Regions from separate parts of the Mus musculus genome. Here region 1 is linked to region 2. The links are chromatin contacts, called in public HiChIP or PLAC-seq maps. All regions are on one chromosome and are shown on one strand. The core of a region is the stretch at or near the end of the contact, and the rest is flanking DNA. Distances in the headings are between cores, read along the strand shown. Region 1 overlaps Xdh (xanthine dehydrogenase). Region 2 overlaps Lbh (limb-bud and heart).

Region 1 (6,092 bases), core at 1,276-3,775, 950 kb before region 2:
GAGACAGAGAGTTCATGAACTAGAGGCTAGCCTGAGATATGCAGAAAGACACTGTCTCAAGAAGTCAAGGGATGGGCATATGCAAGGTCCTAGGTTCAACTTCTAGCAGTGCAAAACACACACACACACACACACACACACACACACACACACACACACACACACACACTGGAGGGACCAAGGAGAGGGACCAAAATGGGACTGTACATGAACTAAATGGTAGTACAACCCATCTCACCAGATTCAGAGAAAACAAGCTTCCATGTCATGTCTACTCTTTTTCCACTCCCTGTCTGATCTTAACTTCCCTTTCCATTCACGTCATTAAGTACCATATGCATTTAATTTAATTCTGGTGGCTTGTGCATAGGTTTGTCAGGCAATTGGAGCATTCTTCACAACAGCCTTGTTGATAATTTTCTTTCACTCAACTTGAGCTTCGTCCAGTGTTACCAGCTATGTAGTCCAGGATTCGTTATGAGCAGGTGACACAGGCTAGTCATCCACAGTCACTAATATAGATATTATATTGTACGTTATTGTACGCCTAGTATAGATGCTAGGTCGAAAACTGTTTTCTCTAAGCCTTTAGTTTCCTCATCTGCAATACGGGAATAACGATGTCTTAGTAGTGGGCTGGGTCTACCACAAATGTCCCTTCCTGATGCCCCTTGTCTTCCTCAGGTCATGGATGCCTACACTAGTGCAGTGAGCTTGTCTGCTACTGGATTTTATAAGTGAGTATGATCCTCATCCTGCCCACTCTCACATGCTGACAGCCCTGAATGCTGGTTGGCCCAGGGCCAGACAAAATCAGCAACCCTAAAACCTTTATCATGTCAGTGGGACTCACGCTGACTTCATTCAGTCTAAAGATGCTTCGTTATGTACAATTACCAACTAAGTATGAGGGGACAAACACGGGAACTGCTGTGTTAGAAGACTCCAGTTCCAGACCTTTGAGTATGCTGTTTCCTAGAAGAAGGGCGAATCTGTGCCGCATTCTATAGGACATGGCACTGAGCTGCACCACGACATGTGTCTGGGCAACCTGCATGTTTCCTTGGGCAGAACACTGGGTTTCTTCATAGTGACTTTCCCTCAGGAGAACAGGAGGATTTAGAGTCTGTGGTCTCTTTACAACATACAGAGTATGGTGGAACTTTGTTAGTGCAGTGAGCCATAGGAGGGAACATACGTATTTGATAGTCTTAAAATTGTATCACTGTGTGATTAGCTAGAGACTCCCCCCATTCCCATTTGGAGTTATAAAAAGATACGATTATAGTTACTGTCCGATTGCTATAATAAATGCCCTGATGAGAACGATGTATGGGAGAAAGGGTTTAGCTCATAAGTCTAAGTTATGGTCCTGCATTAGCAGGAGCCTTAGCGACTGGGTCACAGCACATCCACCATCAGGAGCAGAGAAGAAGCATGCTGGCTTGCTTACACTCAGCTCGCCTCCTTCCCTTTCATACGGTCCAGCGCCCAGCCCATGACATGATGATGCTCACATTGAGGATGGTTTGTTCCCACTCCAATTAACCAAACCAAGAAAATCCCTCATAGATATGTCCAGAGGCCAGACCAATCTAAACGGCCCCTCAGTGAGACTCTGCCCAGATGACTCCAGACAGTATCAAGCTGACAATTAAAACTAGCCATCACCATGTTTCTGGGAAATTTCACTTAAAGCTAGCTTTTCAAGCTTGTTTTAAAATGTCTTGAACGAATATGTGGTTATCACGTACTACACACACACACACACACACACACTCCAATAAGGCTACACCTCCTAATAGTGCCACTCCCTACGGTTGAGCATTCAAGCACAAGACTCAGTCAGGGACAAACCTATTCAAACCACCATAGTCACCTAGATAAACAAGATGAGGTCAGAGGGCAAAGATAGTGAAGTTTCTCCGGGGTTGAGTCCTGTCCCTCAGCCTGCATTAGTTTGGTTTAAGGGTGAGTTCTGGTCATGTAAGCTCATATTATTTCTATGTAGCATATTTTATATGTATATAAGTATTATGTACACGTGTTATATATATTCAAGTAAACATACATTGTATAGTGAATGTATGTACAATATATAATTACATAGGGCTGACATACTTTATGTGAGTACACGTTTATATGGTTCGTATATTATGGCAATTGGACAAAGCACTCAGACCCTGAAAGAGAAACACACATTAACAGAACATTTGTATCTCTTAATAACATTTTCCTCAAGTCACTTGTTGAAGTTCCGAAGGGGCCAGGAGATGGGGAGTGGCTGTTTGGGGCTTCACCCAGGTTGGTAGGACACCCTGCTCTTGTGACCTTTCACCTGAAAATAAGTGATCAGGTGAGCTTGTGAGAACAGCACAATGCTGTCCTGCCCAGAGCCGCAGTGCTGAGGACCTTGGATTGGCTCACTCACTCACTCTTTTAGGGAGCGATTTCCACATCCTCCGTGAGTCCTAGCATATCTGTTTCTGTTATCACTACAGTGCAGAAAGCAGCATGCTTCCGCTAAATGCTGCCAGGTTGTACAGAACACTCATACAACTTTGGAAGACTTAAACATAAGTAGAAGGCTCTGGAATATCTCATTTTCATGACAAGTTCATAATATTCAAAATGTGTGGGCTTTGGAGGAGGATGACTAAGGGGAAAAATAAGACCTTTAGGGCTTACAGATTTATGGGGCAAAAATGTGTATGGAAAGGGGTGGGCTTGTCTAAAACACATAAACGTTTCTCTTTTCTCTTCCAGGACACCCAACCTTGGTTACAGCTTTGAGACAAACTCTGGGAACCCCTTCCACTACTTCAGTTATGGGGTGGCTTGCTCAGAAGTAGAAATTGACTGCTTAACAGGGGACCATAAGGTAAGACATTTGCAACGTATTAGCCTACGAGAAGAAAGACAGTTGGATTGCAATCTGAATGGCTGGCCCAGGCCTGCTCTCTGGTTAGGAAATAAGCTTTACGTCAGAGGCAGGGGATTGCTCCATGAAGGCCACAGAGCACATACCTTAAACCACGAGCCTCATAGTTTCTGCGTCAGCATTTGACTGTTGGTGTGGTGAAAGCCGCCGTGTGGGATGGTGTGGGACTCTGCTCCATAAACGACTACTTCCGCCCACTGAAGTTTAAACTGAAGATAGTTTTTTTTTTCTGTGCCACAAGTATCTTCTTCCTATATTTTTTTCAGTCATTTATTTTTAGATTTTTTTTCTTATTTGGGCGAGTAAACCCAGGGACTCATGCATACAAGGCCAGAACTCAACCAGCTAAATTATATCCTCAGCCCCTCAGCTATTTAATAATGTGGCTATTATCTTACAGGCTCTATTAACCAAGCATGCTTTGGATTCAGCCACAATATACTTTATTGACTGATTTCTCGCAGATCTGCCCAGACTCAGGTTCAAAGCCCTAGTCCCTGGAGACCTTCTCTTACCACTCATTTGTGGATGTGTGGCGAGATCAGCTCTGATCTGCATTTAACTCGGTTGCTAAGATCTCAAATGTCAGCTTTGATATGGCCATCCATATGTGGTGGGGATCCCTGTGTCCACCTGCTTAGGGCTTTGTGCTTGTGAACATGGTATTTGAATTGGGATTTACAATCTAGGAGTTATCAAAGCACACTGTGGGATTTCAGGTATTCTATTCTTCTCAAACTATCTTCCATCCACAGAATCTCCGTACAGATATCGTCATGGATGTTGGTTCCAGCTTGAATCCTGCCATTGATATCGGACAGGTAAGGTGTATGGGAGATCAGGGTGGTAACAGAATAAATAGGCCAGCAATGTGCCCATCCCCACCCTGATAACTGAAGATCAACAGCTACACAACATGTCATTGTTTTTAAGCAGGCCAGAGCATAGTACTTGGGGAACCTCATTTTGAGTAAGAGTTAGGTTGATGATCATCCATCCAACTCTCAATGCAGAAAACAAATAAACATAGATTAACCTGGAAAGGGAAGCCACATGCCCCAGGCACCAGTATAGTGTGTGAGGAACCATTGGATGCTCACATGTAACACACACACACACACACACACTTGTACACACATATACACACACACAGAGGACAAAGGGGGAGGGAGTAAGAGAGGAGGGATAGAAGGAAGGGAGAGGAGGGAAGGGAGGGGAGTATTCGAGTACCTGGGAATAAGCACAGTGGGGAAGGGCAATAGAGACTGGTATTGATGCTTAAGCAGTAGGGTCTGAGCTCAGAAGAACTGGCTGCCTCCCCATTGCCCACTGACCCAGCGATTAGATAAACTACTCTCTAGGACGAAAATGGTAACAAGACTGGGGTGGTAGAGGGATCCGCCAAAAGGCGTGAGCTCAACCATGAGTAGGAAAAGAACTTCCCAAATGAAAACCATTTTTCTATGAATATCCCAAATATGGGATTCATAGAATAGGTCAAGCTGGAGAAGACGAGAGGGAGGAGTCACAATTTGAGACAGATGCATCTGGTAGAAAATATGAGTACACTTGGAAAATATACAAAAGGCTAATCTACTCTTTAGTCAACACACACACACACACACACACACACACACACACACACACACACACTCAGTTGGTCTGCTTGGGGAATGCCCTCTGTAGGCAGGCATTGCATCAAGTACTATGGATACAAAGATTATCAACAGTGCCCTCTTGTGTTTGTTCAGCTCTGGCAGTGCCACATATCACTCTTCTGAGTAGGGATGGGAGAACGGATGGGGACCAACATAGTGTAGTGGATGCTCTAGATCTGTAAGTCATAGCAGGACAGACAAGGGTGGGAACCCAATGAGGCTGGAGGTAAATTTCAAAGGATTGACTACTCCAGAAATGAAATCCCTCCCATGAGCTTGTGTCCTGGTGTTGGATCACTAGTGTCGAGACGGAGACAACATCTCCATCCGCACAGTGGCAGGTTTTAGTGAGAAATGGTATCTACCACTCTGCCGACACATTCTGAACAGAGGGATGCTCTGCTTGAGACCAAGTTCAGTGACAATCCAATAGGGAGGCCTTGGTCCTGTGGCAAGAGCCAGGTAGGAACTGGCCCCTTCCAGGTCCCACTCTAGGTCAGGTTTTACATCCATGGTAGTCATCAGTATCTGTCCTGGGGACTGGAGGGGAGGTGGTAACCATGATAACCTTCTGTCCTGCAGGTAGAAGGGGCATTTGTCCAGGGTCTTGGTCTTTTCACCATGGAGGAGCTGCACTACTCTCCCGAGGGGAGCCTGCACACTCGTGGCCCCAGTACCTACAAGATCCCTGCATTTGGCAGCATCCCCATTGAGTTCAGAGTATCCCTGCTCCGCGACTGCCCCAACAAGAGGGCCATCTATGCATCCAAGGTACGGTGGCTCTGTGCTGCCTTCTAAACTTTAGGAAGGGAGACCACTGCAGGGGAGAAGGAGTTTCAGTCACCTGCCTAGTGGGTCTGCCAGGGATCCCTCCAAAAGAAGGAAGGGGATTGGCACTGACCTTGGTAAGGCAGCAGAGCTGAGAACCAAAGGAATCGGGCTCAGGAGAACACATCTTGATCATATTGGCTGAAGCTGGCTCCTATAGGGAGCCTCAGAGAGATTTCTTAAGCAAATCCTATGGATCAAAGTCTGATCTATGCTGCTCTCTGTCATACAATCACGGTCCTTGATCCTCAGAGATGATTTCATAGATACGGCACCTCTATGTTCTTGTGAGAATATGCAATTTCGCTGCAGAGGAGGGGAGTGTCTTCCAATCCATCCTGTCATCCCCGCTGGTTATTGAGATCCAACCTTAAAGCCTTGCTAACAAGCCTGGGGAATTGTGCACAGAGAGCTTCCTTTATTCCTATCCACAAAAAGCACAGACCATGGTTAAGAATCAACCTAGCTTAGCAATGTAGTCCTGTGTCTCTGAGGAAGGAAAACCATAACTTGTATCTGATGAAACATTTTCTCAGGTCATGGTTCACTATCCTGCTGAGGGTGGGTAGGGTCTGGAACACATTGTGACCTTGGCCATGGGTTCTTACAAAATACCATGTGTTAGGGTCACTAGATCCATGAGAAAAATGTATCTCTGAGGATCA
Region 2 (5,495 bases), core at 1,094-3,593:
TAAAAGGCCAGACACCTGTCCATAAAGGGAGGCGAGGGATGAGAAACGCTGCGGGGGAACAGGAGTGGGATGAACAGATCTCTGTAGCCAAAACAGAGCAGAGTGGAAGCAAGAGAGAGAGAAGCTCTCTGGTTGCAGGGTTGGCTGCAGCCCTCTCCCACTTCTGCAAGGAGCCGGAAAAAAGTTATTGCCATCGGTGTGTATCACAGGCAGACGACAGAGGGAAGAGACGGGGGAGGGGGTGACCATCGGCATCCCAGAACCAAACCTTGCTGAATGCCGTGTCAACAGCACACCCCCCACGCTCTTGCCCCAACGTGGCCCAGAGCCACACTGACTTTGAGGTATTAAATAGAACCAGACAAACGAGTCCAAAGACGGGGGTCAACCTGGACTGACAAGAGACGTGAGGGGACATTTGTGAGTGCCTTGGTTGGCTAAGTGAAGCCTAAGGAAGGCTTTAAGTCCACCTCTTGACCAAACAGCCCTGCTCTAAAAATTCTGTCCTCTAACCCGCTATTCCAGAAGGTTCTGAGCTATGATCAGAGCTAAATCCAAATGTTAATTTCCCCATGCAACTGCTGCCCTTTCCAGAGACAGGTAAAGTGGGGAAGGAATAAAGGCTGCTATTCTACAAGGATACTCCAGCACACCCTGTATCTTCTCCCAACCTGTGCTCAGGAGCAACAAGAGGAGAAGCCGTGATCTCACAACAGCTACTGTCTCAAACTGGATGCCACAGCTGCTCCACTGGAGGGCTGATTCCCACATGGGAATCAATGCGGCACCACCCAGGCCCCTGCATGGAAGCCCGCTAGCCAGCTTCCCAACCAAGAAGCACACTCTGCTTTTAGCGCCCATGGAAGCCGGGCTGGGAAACCCATTGGAGTGGCCCTGCTGCAGGTCAGATGAACAGTGACAGGCCACAGCATAGCTGGGGACCGTCCACCTGACTGCTGTGGCCAAAGGAGAAAGGAAGGGCAGGCCTGAGAAAGCCGACACTTCTACCCTCCTGCTCCATAGAGATTACATAAGAATTCTTGGGAGATCCACCGTGGGAGGAGGCACTCCCTATTCAGGCTGCAGCCTTGGAGTGCCTCACAAGGGCAGGAAGTGCTCTGGCTGTTCCCCTTATATACTGGGAGGCAGAAGGGGGTAAATAGGGAGAAAAACTCAAAAGTACTATGTCTTAAAGCCTCCCAGGTCCCTGGGGACTCTGACAGCCTGAAGCATCTGGGGAATGGTGGTGGAGTCTTCCTTTCCTCTGTATCCCTCCATCTGGCTTCCTAGGCAGTTTACCTGGCCCGACTTCTCTGTGGGTGACCAAACACACTTGAAATGAAAACAAAGGCTGGTGGCTGTGAGCAACAGAGCAGGAGATAAGGACTTGGTTGTCAGATGCCCCAGTAGCCAGGACAAATGCTGGAAAGAGCAGCACTTCCTGGCTGTAGTTCTCTTTAAAAGTGTAGAGTTTGTTTTGTTTTGTTTTGTTGTTGTTGTTGTTCTTCTTCTAATCCAAAATCTTTCTTGCTCATTTGCTCACCCCCTCAGCCCGAACTGCACCCCCCCCCACACACACACATGTGCACGCACTGCCTCTGGCACTAGAGTTCAGATAGGGATCTTCGAAGCAGCACCCCTTCCCCCCACCCCCCCCTCCACCCCTGTTCTCAGCAACTTCCTTTCTCAGCCTTGCAAGTTGTCAGAGGGCTCCATTGCTCAACGAATTTAAAAACAAACCAAAAAAAAAAAAAAAAAAAAAAAAGAAGAAGAAAAGAAAACCGACTCGGTGATTTTCAGGTGCAAAACGGAAGCCTCGTTTGACATTTTCACAATGACTGTGGCTCATTCTCTTCTTCCATCACCATGGGAAAAACAGTTCAGGTGTGCTGGCTGGCATGACCCAGGCGAGCCTGCGTGGACTCTACTGGTCCTTCTTTTCATTTGTTGTCTCTTCACAGTTGTCTTGCTCATCCTCCTGGACCAGGAATTCCTCAGGAGGCCACCGGAGCTCCCCGCTTTCCACCTCCCCTTCAGTGGGTTCCACCACTATGGAGGGCAGGCGGTCCTTCAGCTTGCAGCAACGGTCAAAGTCTGATGGGTCCGGAAAGATCTGAAAATTTAAAGAACAACGCAGACATCTGGTCATATATACATCTGAAAGAGAAACGTGTTTCTTTCTTTACACACACACACACACACAGAGAGAGAGAGAGAGAGAGAAAGAGAGAGAGAGAGAGAGAGAACACTGGCTGTCTTCCAAGGATTATGTTCTGCCTTCTAAACACTGTGGGTGTAAGACAGAATCCAGGGGAATACGTTCTAGAGAAAACTATCTCTAAGCCAGATTTTTTTTCCCAATCCTAAAGCTAAAATTTTGTGGACCATACCACTGAACAAGAGGGTGGGTGTAACTCTGTTTCTAGTGCTTTACTTCTAGATAAAAGAATAAAAAAAGATCACGTTTCTCACGGTATGCCGGGCTTTGCTTTGGAATAAGCAAGCAGTTAATGCCTGCAATCCACACCATACAGCAGGCGCTAAAACATTACATTTCTGCCAGAATAATTATTGGTGCCCAGAAGAAATAAACAACCAAATCGTTCATCGTTTTAAACTAACACAGTCAAAAATCAAGTGTTGTTCGGGTTATGTTAAAAGTCCCAGGCTTGGGCAAACTAGTCATCTAGGCCCTTCTAGCCTGGACGGAACTAAGGCTCAACCTCAGGTGTGCTTGCTCCCATGCTCCTGTGTCACCTGCCTTTTGGATCTCATCGCAACTGCCAAGTCTAAGCCAGATCCAGATCCAGTCAAGGCCTCCAGTCACAAGCTGCCTGGGAAAAGCATCCACAGTGCCTTCCCTTTTCACCTGTGAGCGAGTCCTGGCTTCTTGCCATCAGTACACCTGGAAGACTCCAATCTCCTCCCAGAGTCCCGTGGAAGAGGCCCCAGTCCACTTATGTGGGTCCTTCCCAGTGCTGACCGAAACACTGAGCCAGGCTATAAAACTAGGGGCCAAGTCTGGCTTTGCTTTGCACATACTGCCCTGTGACTACAGCTGACCCAATTCTTTGCCCAGTAGCTAAGCACTTAATCCACCGAGCTGCTGGTCCCTTGCCATTCATAGCCCTCAGTGACACGCCCAAGAGGAGAGAGGAGCTCTGGTCTGGGAAATCTGGGGCTCACCAGATCACTGACACTTGGCACCTTCAAGGCCATCTCCTCCCACCTCTCTGTCTGACAGACAGGAAACCCAGGCCCCAGAGGGGGAAAGGGGACTTCACTGAAGGTCACACAGTCTGTTCAAATTCAAGTGGATGGAAACAGGCGTTGGGAGAAATCCTGGAAACTTGCCTGTTTTGCTGTACTCGGAGGGCAGAAGAAATGCTTATCCCACCGAACATCTGAGGTCTCCCAGGGTGTCTGATCTCCTAGATGCACTCGGAAGCCCGCGTGGGGCTTCTGAGAATCACGGGCCTCACAAATCGTCCCAATCCCTACAGACCAGTGATTATTAACCATTTATCCAATAAAGGCCTATTGCTTGGGATTAAGCCTTAAGCCAGCTGCAGGAGTACGCATCATTAAAGACTTAAAAGGGCTCATAAAATGTATCGTAATAGCTGCCAGAAGGAAAACAAACCAGGGAGGGGCTGGACCCAGGCGGGTCAGAGAGGTCTGGAGAAACTGGCCACCATGTCCTGTCACACTACCCGCTCTGATGTTTGCCCTTGTTGACTTGGTGGCGGGTTCACACTAATGAGTGTGAGCGGAAAGTGGATCAGCTAGGTTGGGGGGGGGGTCGTTTACTTGCTTTTATGGAGCTGAGCCCCTTCCTGAAGGTGAGGACATAAGGCATCTTCCAAGCATGAGCTCTGAGGTGTGATGCAGGGGCTCCCCGATGATGAAAGCACTCTTTAGTTTACAAAGCTCTATCAGATAGGACTTCACCGAGACAGCACTACCACCCCGGGGTTAGCAAGCATCCGGGACCCTGAAGGTCAAAAGGCAGAGCTAGCATTCAGATCTCATTCTGAACTAGGTAGGATAGACCCAGGATACACATGACCTCTCAAGCCACAGACTATCACAAAGGACTCGGGCAACCCAGGCCGGCAGAAGCAGAGCAACTGATTTTACTATGAGTTAGCAAAGCGATGCTTGTGTTGTATGGAAGACAGTGCTGATGAGCCCAGCCATAGCAGAGCAGAGCCTCTGTCTCCATGATAACAGTATAAAGTAGATAGCTGTACATTCCTAAGGGGGGGGGGGAAGAAGAAGAAGAAGGAGGAGGAGGAGGAGGAGGAGGAGGAGGAGGAGGAGGAGGAGGAAGAGGCTACATTCCTAGAAATCAGCTGCTCCTGGACCCAGATGTCTAAAGGACCCGGATGTCCATTCCTTTGAGGACATAGGGCTAAGGCACTGGCTCTGGATTCGTATTATTCCCTTGACATCCACTGCATGACCCCTGTCAAGGCCTCTCAAGCTCCCCCACCCCCCCACCCCCCCACCCCCGCTCAGTTTCTCCTCCAGAGAAATGAAATGGCCTTCTTATCACACAAGATGGCGTCCAAGTTCTTGGCCAACACAGAAGTAATACAATGCTTGAGGGCAGAAACAAAATTCAAACAACAATGTCTTCTTTGCAATGGCCCCCTCAGATGCAGCGTTAGTTTCCATGCTCCAAGCGTGAAGCCATCCTTCTAACACAGTCATGAAAACAATATCCACCAATGGCTTTCATACCAAAAGCTCCACAGCCAAGTCTTTTAAGTCCTCCGTAGGGGGTGGGGGTGGGGGAGCAATCTGAGCATTGAGAGTCTGATACTGTGGTACTTGCCAAAGACCTTTGCACTGTGACCTACTCAAAGCAGGAACCATTAAAGAGAAAAAGTTATTTTTACAAGTCATTGTATTTGTAAAAAAAAAAAAAATCACTATAATAATTGATATACCCCTTCCATCAGAGATTTTCTTTCATTATCAGATCACAAAGATTTGTGCTTCTGAGAACCATAGCTCTCTCCAAAAAATAAAAAAACAAACAACAACAGAACACGTCCTGCACCAAAACAGCCTCTTTTGTTTCTCCGGGAAAAGCCAGAAAGCCTTGCAAGAGTGTTTCTGAGTCTTTTCCAGCCCAGTCTTATCTCAGGCAGCTGCTTAAGAGGCTGACCCGGAAGAGGTCAGCATTTTTCCACTAAGTCATGGTTTTTAATCATCTAGGCAGCAGAAAAATGAGAGGCTGCAGCTACAATTTGATGGGGTGGGGAAGGCAATGGAAAAAAAAAATGAAAAAGAACTCTCCCGTTGGACTTGCAGAGCACATGACAGGTACGGTTGGGGTGGCAAGCAAACAAAGTACTGCACGCTGGGCTGCCTCAGCGGAACCTGGCAGAACCAAGAAATGCTCTGCTCAGAAACACTGCTTCTAGTTAAACCTTCAAGTCCAAAGAGCCCCATCTTCTCTCAGAGCTGCAAACAAACAAACTGGA

The links. HiChIP or PLAC-seq counts read pairs in DNA pulled down with a chosen protein or histone mark.
Region 1: an H3K4me3 HiChIP or PLAC-seq map of bone marrow-derived macrophages shows a contact between it and region 2, with 7 times the contacts expected there. The contact joins two enhancer-like sites. A contact is called at or near these places in 4 of 115 datasets of contacts at active chromatin or transcription factors (T-cell acute lymphoblastic leukemia, bone marrow-derived macrophages, craniofacial prominence and 1 more) and 1 of 9 other capture datasets (embryonic stem cells).

What each region holds. Positions count from the first base shown.
Region 1 is chr17:73,890,389-73,896,480 of GRCm38.p6, reverse strand. It overlaps Xdh (xanthine dehydrogenase), which reads left to right. Exons shown (of 36, transcript NM_011723.3): 31 at 685-737; 32 at 2,767-2,881; 33 at 3,697-3,762; 34 at 5,182-5,370. Among named protein-coding and RNA genes, the nearest start is that of Xdh, 57 kb to the left of the region's middle. Within about 2 kb of position 2,525, at least 77 of the 459 cell types and tissues checked have an H3K27ac peak or open chromatin away from gene starts, as enhancers often do. A contact at or near this core is called in bone marrow-derived macrophages, where this site is marked.
Region 2 is chr17:72,935,874-72,941,368 of GRCm38.p6, reverse strand. It overlaps Lbh (limb-bud and heart), which reads right to left. Exons shown (of 3, transcript NM_029999.4): 3 at 1-2,113. The coding sequence ends at 1,925. Among named protein-coding and RNA genes, the nearest start is that of Lbh, 20 kb to the right of the region's middle. Within about 2 kb of position 2,343, at least 91 of the 459 cell types and tissues checked have an H3K27ac peak or open chromatin away from gene starts, as enhancers often do. A contact at or near this core is called in bone marrow-derived macrophages, where this site is marked.